3 separate regions of the Sus scrofa genome follow, and regions 2 and 3 are each linked to region 1. A link is a contact called in public Hi-C data. All regions are on one chromosome and are shown on one strand. Each heading gives the region's core, a stretch centred on a gene start, on an enhancer-like site or on the middle of the called end of the contact. The rest is flanking DNA. Distances are from core to core; before and after follow the strand shown. Region 1 holds the start of CHD9 (chromodomain-helicase-DNA-binding protein 9). Region 2 overlaps CHD9 (chromodomain-helicase-DNA-binding protein 9). Region 3 overlaps CHD9 (chromodomain-helicase-DNA-binding protein 9).

Region 1 (3,283 bases), core at 689-3,188:
CCACTGCACCATTATGGGAACTCCAAAATTGGTGGGTTTTTTTGGTCTTTTTTTTTTTTAGGGCCACACCTGCGGCATATGGAGGTTCCCAGGCTAGGGGTCTAATCGGAGCTGTAGCCACCGGCCTACACCACAGCCACAGCAACTCGGGATCCGAGCCACATCTGCGACCTACACCACAGCTCACAGCAACGCTGGATCCTTAACCCACTCACTGATCGAGGCCAGGGACCGAACCTGCAACATGTTTCCTGGTAAGAGTCGCTTCTGCTGCACCACGATGGGAACTCCCAAAATTGATATATTTTTGAAAAACAAGTCCACAGCACAATATTGTAAGTCAGCTATACCTCAATAAAACTCTAAAAAATGAAAGAAAAAAACATCATGAGAATTCCCATCATGGCTCAGTGGTTAACGAATCTGACTAAGAACCATGAGGTCGTGGGTTCGATCCTTGGCCTTGCTCAGTGGGTTAAGAATCTGGTGTTGCTGTGAGCTGTGGTGCAAGTTGCAGACACAGCTTGGATCTGGCATTGCTGTGGCTGTGGTGTAGGCCAGCAGCTGTAGCTCCGCTTAGACCCCTAGGCTGGGAACCTCCATGTGCTGGGGGTGCGGCCCTAGAAGACAAAAAAGAAAAAAAAATCATGTACTTAAGAACTCAATCACATAGCTTTGCATTTTTGTGTGTTAAAAGTGTTGATATGGAATGTATAAGCGAGGAGATCCTGCTGTATAGCACTGGGAACTATATCTAATCACTTGTGATGGAGCAGGATGGAGGATAATGTGAGAAAAAGAATGTGTGTATATATATGCATGTGTGTGTGTGTGTGTATGTGTGTGTGTGTGTGTGTGAGAGAGAGAGAGAGAGAGAGAGACTGGATCACTGTGCTGTACAGTAGAAAACTGACAGGACACTGTAAACCATCTATAATGGAAAAAATAAAAATCACTAAAAAATTAATAAAAAATAAGTGTTAATAAGTGTTACATAAATGTGAATTCAACAAAGGCAGAGATTCTGAGGTGCTTAAGTCTGCGTCATAACCCTTGTGCATAGGAAAGCGGCACATAGTAGGTGCTCAGTTAACATTTATTGAAGGAAGAAATAAATGAAATGTACACATTTAAAATAATCCACCATCTTCCTGACCTTGAGAACCAATTAATAGGTGCTCAGTCAAGGGCAGTGCTCCTCCAACCCTGGAGACAATTGGAAATATGAAATGTTGGTTTTAGTTGTCTCGGTGACTAAAGGGTGGCTATTCTAGGGGTCTTAAATGCCCTGCAGTGCCAGGATGGCCCCAACCAAAAAAAATGTCAATGGCATCCGGTTCAGAAACATAAACATCAACTTGCCAATTCCTAAGGGACCTGTGTCTCCAGACTCTACAGAATGTGACACAGACTGGGCGATTAATGAAGTTCAGCCAAAGAGACTGGAGGGAACCGGGAAGGAAGGCAACGGCTGGGGCGGGGACGGGGGGTGGCGGCAGTGGAGGGGGGTTAGGCAGGGCCAAAAGAGGGTTACTAGTAGAGAAGTAGAGAAAAGGCCTCCCGGCCTTGAGAGAAACCCAGGTCCCTTGCATCTTCTGATGTTCCCAGCATATTTAAAGGGCAGGCTATGCCAAATTGAAAAGCTTCTGGATGAAAGGCTAAGATCCCCGAGTCGGGCCAGGAAAATCCCAGGATGGCTCTCAGGCCAGCAGCCAGGGTCTGGCTGCCCCTCCGAGCTCCCAACAGAAAGTTCAGCAAGTTCAGGTCCTAGCGCCCTTCAGGGAGTGAAGGCCGTCCCACCCAGCCGGGATGTGTGCCCGGGGTGCGCAGCTTGTTGGAAAACCGCCCACGTGGGAAGCCCGGGCTGCATTTCCGCCTGAATCCGCCTGCGCTCCCACCTCCCAACCGATTCCCTGCGCGGCCGCCCCTCGCCCACTAGGTGGCGCCTGAGCTCTTGGTGGGCGCCTCTCCGGCGCAGACGAGAGCGACCGCCGAGCCCGGCGACAGATCGAACCCGAGTCCCAGGATTCCGGGAACTGGAGGGCAGCGCCGGCAGCCAAGGTAAGATTCCTGAGCCCCGGGCGTCTCCTGCGAACCTCTGTGGTTGGGGTGGGCAGCGTGGCGGCCGCCGAGCCCCGCTGGCCGTCTCCGCAGATGACCAGACTCGTCGCCGCGGCCGCACGTGTGGGTGCCTGCGGGAACCCGGAGACCCGGCATCTCCAAGCCAGGCCTAGAGGCAGAGCAGGACCCCGGGTCTCTCGCACACACACATCCTCCACTAGCCGGTGCCTCTGGAAAGCCTGCTCAGATTCCCGAACAGCCAGTCCTAGGAGGAAAAAAAAAAAAAAAAAGAGTTTCTGTTACCCAAAGCGACTGCAGCGTTGGAGCTGAGTGCACATTAGATCCAAAACACCATTTCTCAAACTTGCCTGCACGTTGGAGTCGCTTGGGAAGCACTGAAAAATACTGATGCCCCGTTTCCCTCTCACCCCACCCTCCTCCGAGACTCAGATGTAAGTGGTCTGAGTTGGGGCCTGGGCATCTGGAAATTTAAAGCTTCCCAGGAGATTCCAACTAGCCATCAAGTCTAAGGACCCTTGATCTAAAAAGATTGTAGAAAATAAAGCGGCCGACAGTTGTTGCAGCGAAGAATGCTGCTGCTGCTTCTCCTCCTCCTTCTTCAGCATGCCTTTGACAGGAAACATCTCCTTTGAGCTGTCAAACCCAAGATAACAAACCAACATCCTCCCTCCCCACAGGGCTGGTTCTAAAGAGGTTGAACTTGAAAGTGGACAGGGAACAGAAAGACACAGATGTAGAATATGAAAGAAGACTCTTGCGGGGGGGGGGTTCTCCTTATCCTGATCCCACAGGAAGTTCAGGGGGCCTCCTGGAGCTGCCATTATAATTTTAGTAAATGCTGCGCATACAGCAAAGCGGTTGTGAGCATGGGCTTGGAGTCCCCAGAGCCAGCCCTTCCTGGGCTGGATGACCCTTGAAAAACTCATGGATCCACTCCTCGCCTGAGTTTCTTCATCTGCAAAATGGGAGTGGAGCAGAAAGGTCTGAGAGTTGCTGTGGGAATGATTGACCGCCAGGGTCTGCTTGTGCCGGCCACTGTGCTAAATACTTTCTCTGCATTGCCACACTGACTCCTCACCATAGCTGAGGAGCCGGTGCTCAGAGAGGCCAAGAGACTTGCTCAGGGTTAAATAATAAGAGGCAGACCCTGTGTTTGAACCCAGGCAGTCTGATTCCAGAGCCCCTGGCAAAAGTAAAATAA
Region 2 (3,104 bases), core at 86-2,585, 86 kb after region 1:
TGATTTGATCCATTGCTCCATTCTCTTGAGATTCTTTTATATCTTGGTTCTGTTTATTGTCATAATTAGTTCTATCTTTCAACTTAAAATCACCTTGTTACCTTCGTTTAAGCTGAGCCAAATAAACTAATGATAGAAATTCTCTGGTGCACTATTGGAAAATTAATTAATACTATTTGAATGTGGTTATTCACCTAGTTATTAGTATGTTCTCACATAATTTACTAGCATTAAGCTAGTAATCCTTGTCAGATTCTGTACTATCCACTAGTCAAATACTTAGAAGCCCTGAGGGAACCCTAAAAGTTAGTAATATGGAACTGATAGTTGAAGTTTTATCCCTTTAACATTAAACCTTTTATTTTAACCATTATGGATAGAATTTTTCACATTTCAATAAACTGGGTGTATTTTACCCATGTCTTTGAAAAGAGAAGCTTTAAGGGGGACAGGTCTTCAGGAATTTGAATCACAGTTAGGTTTTATTTCTTCTCTTTTCTTTTCATGTCTGTACCTGCAGCATATGGAAGTTCCTGGGCTAGGGTTGAATCAGAGCTGCAGCTGCAGGTCTCTGACACAGCCACAGCATTGCCAGATCTGAGCTGTATCTGCAATCTACGCTGCAGCTTGTGGCAACGCCGGATCCTTAACTCACCAAGCAAGACCAGGAATGGAAACGGCATCCTCACAAACACTATGTGGGGTTCTTAACCCTTTGAACCACAGCAGGAACGCCACAATTAGGTTTACTTTAAACGGTCTCAAAGTAAATACTTAGGAAGACAGGAGTAAATTTGACTTGATGTGAAGAACTTTTTAACAGGTATTCAAGCATCATTTGAATGCCTTAGCAAGAATTGTTTCTAGAAGTCTATAGACCTTTTTTTGTAAAACAAAAAAATGATGAACTCAGGTTTCCCAGCTTTTTTTCGTGTCTAGTAAGAATATTCTTTTTTTTTTTTTTAATCTTGACCTAATTGGCTTTATCAAATGATTCATGAATTGGACAGCATCCCATTTCACAAGTAGAGAGGAGTTCCCAGGATATTCTTTAAAGTCACCAGTATCCCCCTCAGTGTATATATTTTTCTTCTCTCTAATGTTTCTGGGTCCAAATTTAAGTGTTTTGGTCACTGTCATTAGAAGAGTTACTATTTGCTATCTAAAAATAAATGTTAATAGCCACTGTAATAATGTTAGTTAGGTGTTATGCCAGAGAAGAATTTTTAATCTATGAAATAACTCCCCATTGCCGCTAGGATAAAGTCCAGATTTCTTAACATGGCTAATAAGAGGCCTGGATATTTGACCTTTGCTTGCCTGTCGGCAACTCTATTTGGCTAGTAGCATGTTCTGGCCACATTATGCTGTCAAGTGGTTCCTGAAATGCCATGTCCTGCCTTACCTCTGGGCATTTATTTAGTGTACCCTCTGTGTTCTTGCTAGTTTTACATACAATGTATGAGATTGAGGGTATTGTGAAAACAGAAAGTATGTGATCTTCTCAAGGTCATAGAGCTAGAAAGTGGAAGAGCCAGGACTTGGTTCTAGTTTTTGTCTTTAAGTGTCGTGTTCTTTTTCATGTCTTTTGTTCTATGTATCATTTCTGATTTAGCAAAAATATTTTGCATGTCTACTATGCTAGGCAACGTATTAAGGATACAAAGATTATGAAAGTTTTCCTTTTTTCCAAGGGTGTAGAGTCTACTGTAAAGAAAGGGTAATATATTATCACAGTGCAGTATTACTTACGATATGCACAGGTTATTAGACAGGGTTGAGTAGGGAGAGGCCTTCTAAAGGAGGTGAATCCTAGGCTGAATTTTCTCCAGGGATGAATATGAAATAGCTATAGGAAGCTCATAAAATAAAAATTAATGTAGCACAAGTTTAGTACTGTATAGAAATGCTGTGGTGATGACTGTACCAGGGGATTGAATACTTTGGTAGGGCTCAATGGGTAAATTAAATTGGACAAAGCTATTAACGTATAGAATTTACTGGGAAGACCAGTTCGTTTAGTTGAAATATATTGAGGGACTTATATGGAGAATATGGAAATGTCTTGGGGGAAAGGCAACTATTAGACACTGAGGAAAGTAATATTACCTGGTATTTAATATATCTGTAGCCATATTTAGAGACTTTTTTTTTTTTTTTTTTTTTTTTTTTTTTTTTTTTTTATGCTACCATAATATAGTGCTTTGTATACATCTCTGCTGAGATATATACCGTATTATTTGTGTGTTTTCTTCCCCTCTAGATTATGAATTTTTTGAAGGCAGGGATTCTGTCCTATTGATATTTGAATCCGTTTTGTATGATCATCATATTTGACATCAGATAAATAGAAAAATGAAGATAAGTAATTTGATTTTGATTATATAAATACTTAACTTTAGAAGAATTCTGGGAGGGAGTTCTCGTTGTGATGCAGCAGTTAACAAATCCGACTAGGAACCACGAGGTTGCGGGTTCCATCCCCGGCCTTTCTCAGTGGGTTAAAGATCCGGCGTTGCCGTGAGCTGTAGTGTAGGTTACAGACACGGCTCAGATCCCTCATTGCTGTGACTCTGGCAGAGGCTGGTGACTACAGCTCTGATTAGACCCCTAGCCTGGGAACCTCCATATGCTGCGTGGGAGCGGCCCTAGAAAAGGCAAAAAGACAAAAAAAAAAAAAAAAAAAAGAATTCTGTCCCTGGAATGTGTTACTTTAATGTATTTAATTTATACAGCCCCTTCCAGCAGTACCTCAACTCGTATTTCTGCCTTTATTTTCCATTTTTTTCCTTTGTATACTCTGCAGTGGTCATACTAGCCCCTAAATATTTACTTCCTTCCTGCCACTTCTTTATTCCTAAATTCTTTGCCTGGCCTTTCTTTCCAACCCCATTTATAAGATCCCTTCAAATGCCGATTGTTCTGAAAGAAGCTTTTTCTGAAAAACTTGCCAAGTGTACTCTTTCTTCTCTTTATGAATCACTTTCTAGATAGACTTGTGCCTCTCTTAGGCCACGTGTGTCATATTTTATTGAATATATGATGTGCTGTTCTTGTGCCATTACTCCCTACCTCCCCCATTTAGATTCTGAACTTTCCAAGAG
Region 3 (3,423 bases), core at 606-3,105, 100 kb after region 1:
GATACTGGCCTTGGCCTGAAGAACTCAAATTAAAAATTAACCCATACTTTTTTATTTATAATTTCAGAGCCGTTCTCATTTCATTTCCAATTCTGTTTCAATTGACAGAGGTTTCTAGCGCTTTATTTTGGCTCTCCAACTAAATGGTTTGGAATGAATGATAAGTACAATTTTATTGATCTACCCAGTTTAAAGAAGCTGTTGCTCCAAGTTTCTAGATTAGCTTTTTGTTTCATGATGTTTTAGCAATCTGTAATTACTTGATTCTTCATATATATTTTATACACATACTGTAATATATGTACATGAAATATACAGCTAAGATCCAATGGCTCTTATAAATGCCAGAGTTAAGAAAGCAGGCTCTTTGTTGTTGTTGTTGAGCTTCTAATCTTAAATTTATTACAAACTATTATAAAACTGTTTAAAAACTGTGCTATGTGGTCCAACTTTGAACATTTTTTTTGTCAAAAGAGAAATAGCCAGTTTCTGAGAGATATATTATACTTAAAAGATTATATTGTTAGATAAATTTCCTAAGATTTTCCCCCTAAATACCTCAAATGAAAGTAAGACTTACAGAAGTAATTTTTATTTATTTATTTATTTTTTTATTTTTATTTTTTGTCTTGTTGCTATTTCTTGGGCTGCTCCCGCGGCATATGGAGGTTCCCAGGCTAGGGGTCCAATCGGAGCTGTAGCCGCCGGCCTACGCCAGAGCCACAGCAACGCGGGATCTGAGCCGCGTCTGCAACCTACACCACAGCTCACGGCAACGCCGGATCGTTAACCCACTGAGCAAGGGCAGGGATCGAACCCGCAACCTCATGGTTCCTAGTCGGATTCGTTAACCACTGCGCCACGACGGGAACTCCAGAAGTAATTTTTAAAAATTAATATGGTAAATATTGAGAATGTAATTGGAGATAGAAATAGTAAAACATTTGCATGGTATTTTGAAAAGTGGTTTTACTTAAATTATTAAATCTTTTAGTAGTAATTTGGGATATACATAAGTTGATACTGTTTCTCAAACTTTACTGAAGGAAAGTGACCTGTCTAAAACTGGACAGCTACTAATTATTTAGCAGAAATTTATTGTGTTTTCTACTATACCAACTCCTAGCAGCGTAAACAACATTCATTGAGCACCTGCGGCCTATATATCAGCTACTGCGCTAGATATTGACACTACAAATACAAAGAGACTGCTAAGGATAGGCCTGCAAATCTATATTTTTATTATTTTACAAGAAAAAAGATGGTTTCACGTCAACTTAAGCAATGTGAGGAATATCAGAATTATGATTTTCTTCAAACTGTTAATATTGAAAGTATCATTTACTTTTCCTAACATTTTATTTTGAAAAAGTCAAAACTTACAGAAAAGTTGAAAGAATGATAATACTGGACATCCATAAACCATTCAAATAGAGTCAGTAATTGTTAATTTTTGTCACATTTGCTTTCTTATTATTTTTATTTTAAGTAAAAGTTACTTTTACTAAGTTACAAAACAGCATGATGTGTAATAAGATATCATATAATCAAAATTCATGTTTCTTAAATTATCCTGGTAACTGTAAACCAGCTATGATGGAAAAAAATAAAAATCATTACATATTTGGAAAAAAGATTATCGTAGTAATTTTTATAAATGTTCTTTTGTTTTAAAATCTAGGATTGAATCAAAGGTCATGTCTTGGATTTAGTTGTTCTTTTTAATCTTAAGTTAATACCGGTGTTTTGTGCCTTTTTGATGTTCTTTCCTGACATCGACATTTTTAAATAGTCCGGACTAGTTGTCTGTATCTGTTTGATTCTTTCTTCATAATTCAGGTTAATCATTTCTTGGTAAGAGTGCTACATAGATGATTTTGTACACTTCAGTATCCCATTAGGAGACATGATTTTAGTTTGTCCCATTATTGCTTATACTAAGTTTTATCACTTAGTAAAAGTATTTTTACCTCTTTTTAATTTATAGGTGGGACTTTTTTTTTTCTTTCTAGGGCTGCACCTGCTACACATGGAATTTCCCAGGCTAGGGGTTGAATTGGAGCTGTAGCTGCTGGCCTACACCACAGCCATGTGAGATCCGAGCTGTGTCTGCAACCTACCCCACAACTCACGGCAACACAGGATACCCATTCCATTGAGCAAGGCCAGGGATCAAACATGCATCCTCATGGTTACTAGTTGGATTCCTTCCCCCTGTGCCACAATGGGAACTCCCTATAGTTGGGACTTTTCTGTAGGGAGTTGGACCCATAGATTTTTTTTTTTTTTTTTTTTAACAAAAGCAAAACATTGAATACGTTGTAATCTGTTGCCATTATTACTCTTTTTGAATATTTTACTGGTGGGAATCTTTGCAAACCAACTCTGTACCTTTTTAATATGTCCTCATTAGTCTTGAAGTACTTCTACTTTCTGGTATGAGAAGATGTATTTAATTTCCCTGCCTCAAGCTTAAAATTGGCTATTTCTTCAAGGAGCTCATTAGTTTTATTTATCCTATGTAATGACACAGGATCCGAGTAGTGTTGTTGTTTTTTTTTTTTTTTTTTTTAAGGGCCACAACTAAAAAAAGAGGAGGTTCCCAGGCTAAGGGTTAGATAGCTGTAGCTGCCACCACAGCCACAGCAACACGGGATCTGAGTCACGTCTGCAACTTACACCACAGCTCACAGCAGTGCTGGATCCTTAACCCACTGGGCAAGGCCAGGGATCAAACCTGCATCCTCATGGATGCTAGTCGGGTTTGTTAACTGCTGAGCCACGACGGGAACTCCAGGTCTTTTCTTAATAGTGTATTTTGTTTGTTTCTTTTTTAAAGACACAGTGCAAATAGCTTTTTTTAAAAAATTATTTATTTATTTTTGCTTTTTATGGACGCACCTGTAATGCATATGGATATTTCCAGGCTAGGGGGGTGGAATCAGAGCTACAACTGTTAGTCCACACCACAGCTCATGGCAGCACCAGATCCCTGACCCACTGAGCAAGGCTGAAGATTGAACCCACATCTTCGTGGTTACTAGTAGGATTCGTTTCTGCTGTGCCACAACCAGAACTCCTTAATAGTGTATTTTGAATAGCAAAAGCTTTTAATTTTAAAAAAGTCTCACACATTACTTCTTTCTTTTATAGACTGTACTTATTTAAGAAATCTGTGCCTAAGGCCTGACAGTTAAGTTTTTTTCTTAAGTTTTCATGTAGAAGTTCTGTGTTTAGGGTATCTTTGTATAAGTGGGCTTTTGGTAGTTTGTTGCTTTCACGATGCTTTTCTGTTTCATCAAAGTTGTCAGATTTATTGGCATAACGTTTTTTATTATCCTTTCAGTGTCTATATAGTTTGTAGGGTACATTTCTGATGTTGGTAATTAATATCTTTTTTTTTTTTTTCCTGACCAGTGTAGC

The links. A called contact is a pair of places that touch in the nucleus more often than the background predicts.
Region 2: a Hi-C map of liver shows a contact between it and region 1, with 2.9 times the contacts expected there. The contact joins the enhancer-like site here to the promoter of CHD9 in region 1. A contact is called at or near these places in 1 of 5 promoter capture datasets (liver), 20 of 47 Hi-C or Micro-C datasets (alveolar macrophages, brain, embryonic fibroblasts and 10 more) and 2 of 2 datasets of contacts at active chromatin or transcription factors (alveolar macrophages and skeletal muscle).
Region 3: a contact with region 1 is called in a Hi-C map of liver, with 2.4 times the contacts expected there. The contact joins the enhancer-like site here to the promoter of CHD9 in region 1. A contact is called at or near these places in 1 of 5 promoter capture datasets (liver), 18 of 47 Hi-C or Micro-C datasets (alveolar macrophages, brain, embryonic fibroblasts and 9 more) and 2 of 2 datasets of contacts at active chromatin or transcription factors (alveolar macrophages and skeletal muscle).

What each region holds. Positions count from the first base shown.
Region 1 is chr6:32,070,630-32,073,912 of Sscrofa11.1, reverse strand. It overlaps CHD9 (chromodomain-helicase-DNA-binding protein 9), which reads left to right and starts at 1,938. Exons shown (of 40, transcript XM_021094174.1): 1 at 1,938-2,061.
Region 2 is chr6:31,984,147-31,987,250 of Sscrofa11.1, reverse strand. The region is part of intron 1 of CHD9 (chromodomain-helicase-DNA-binding protein 9); the gene reads left to right. Among named protein-coding and RNA genes, the nearest start is that of CHD9, 86 kb to the left of the region's middle. Within about 2 kb of position 1,335, at least 3 of the 83 cell types and tissues checked have an H3K27ac peak or open chromatin away from gene starts, as enhancers often do. A contact at or near this core is called in liver, where this site is marked.
Region 3 is chr6:31,965,578-31,969,000 of Sscrofa11.1, reverse strand. The region is part of intron 2 of CHD9 (chromodomain-helicase-DNA-binding protein 9); the gene reads left to right. Among named protein-coding and RNA genes, the nearest start is that of CHD9, 100 kb to the left of the region's middle. Within about 2 kb of position 1,855, at least 1 of the 83 cell types and tissues checked has an H3K27ac peak or open chromatin away from gene starts, as enhancers often do. A contact at or near this core is called in liver, where this site is marked.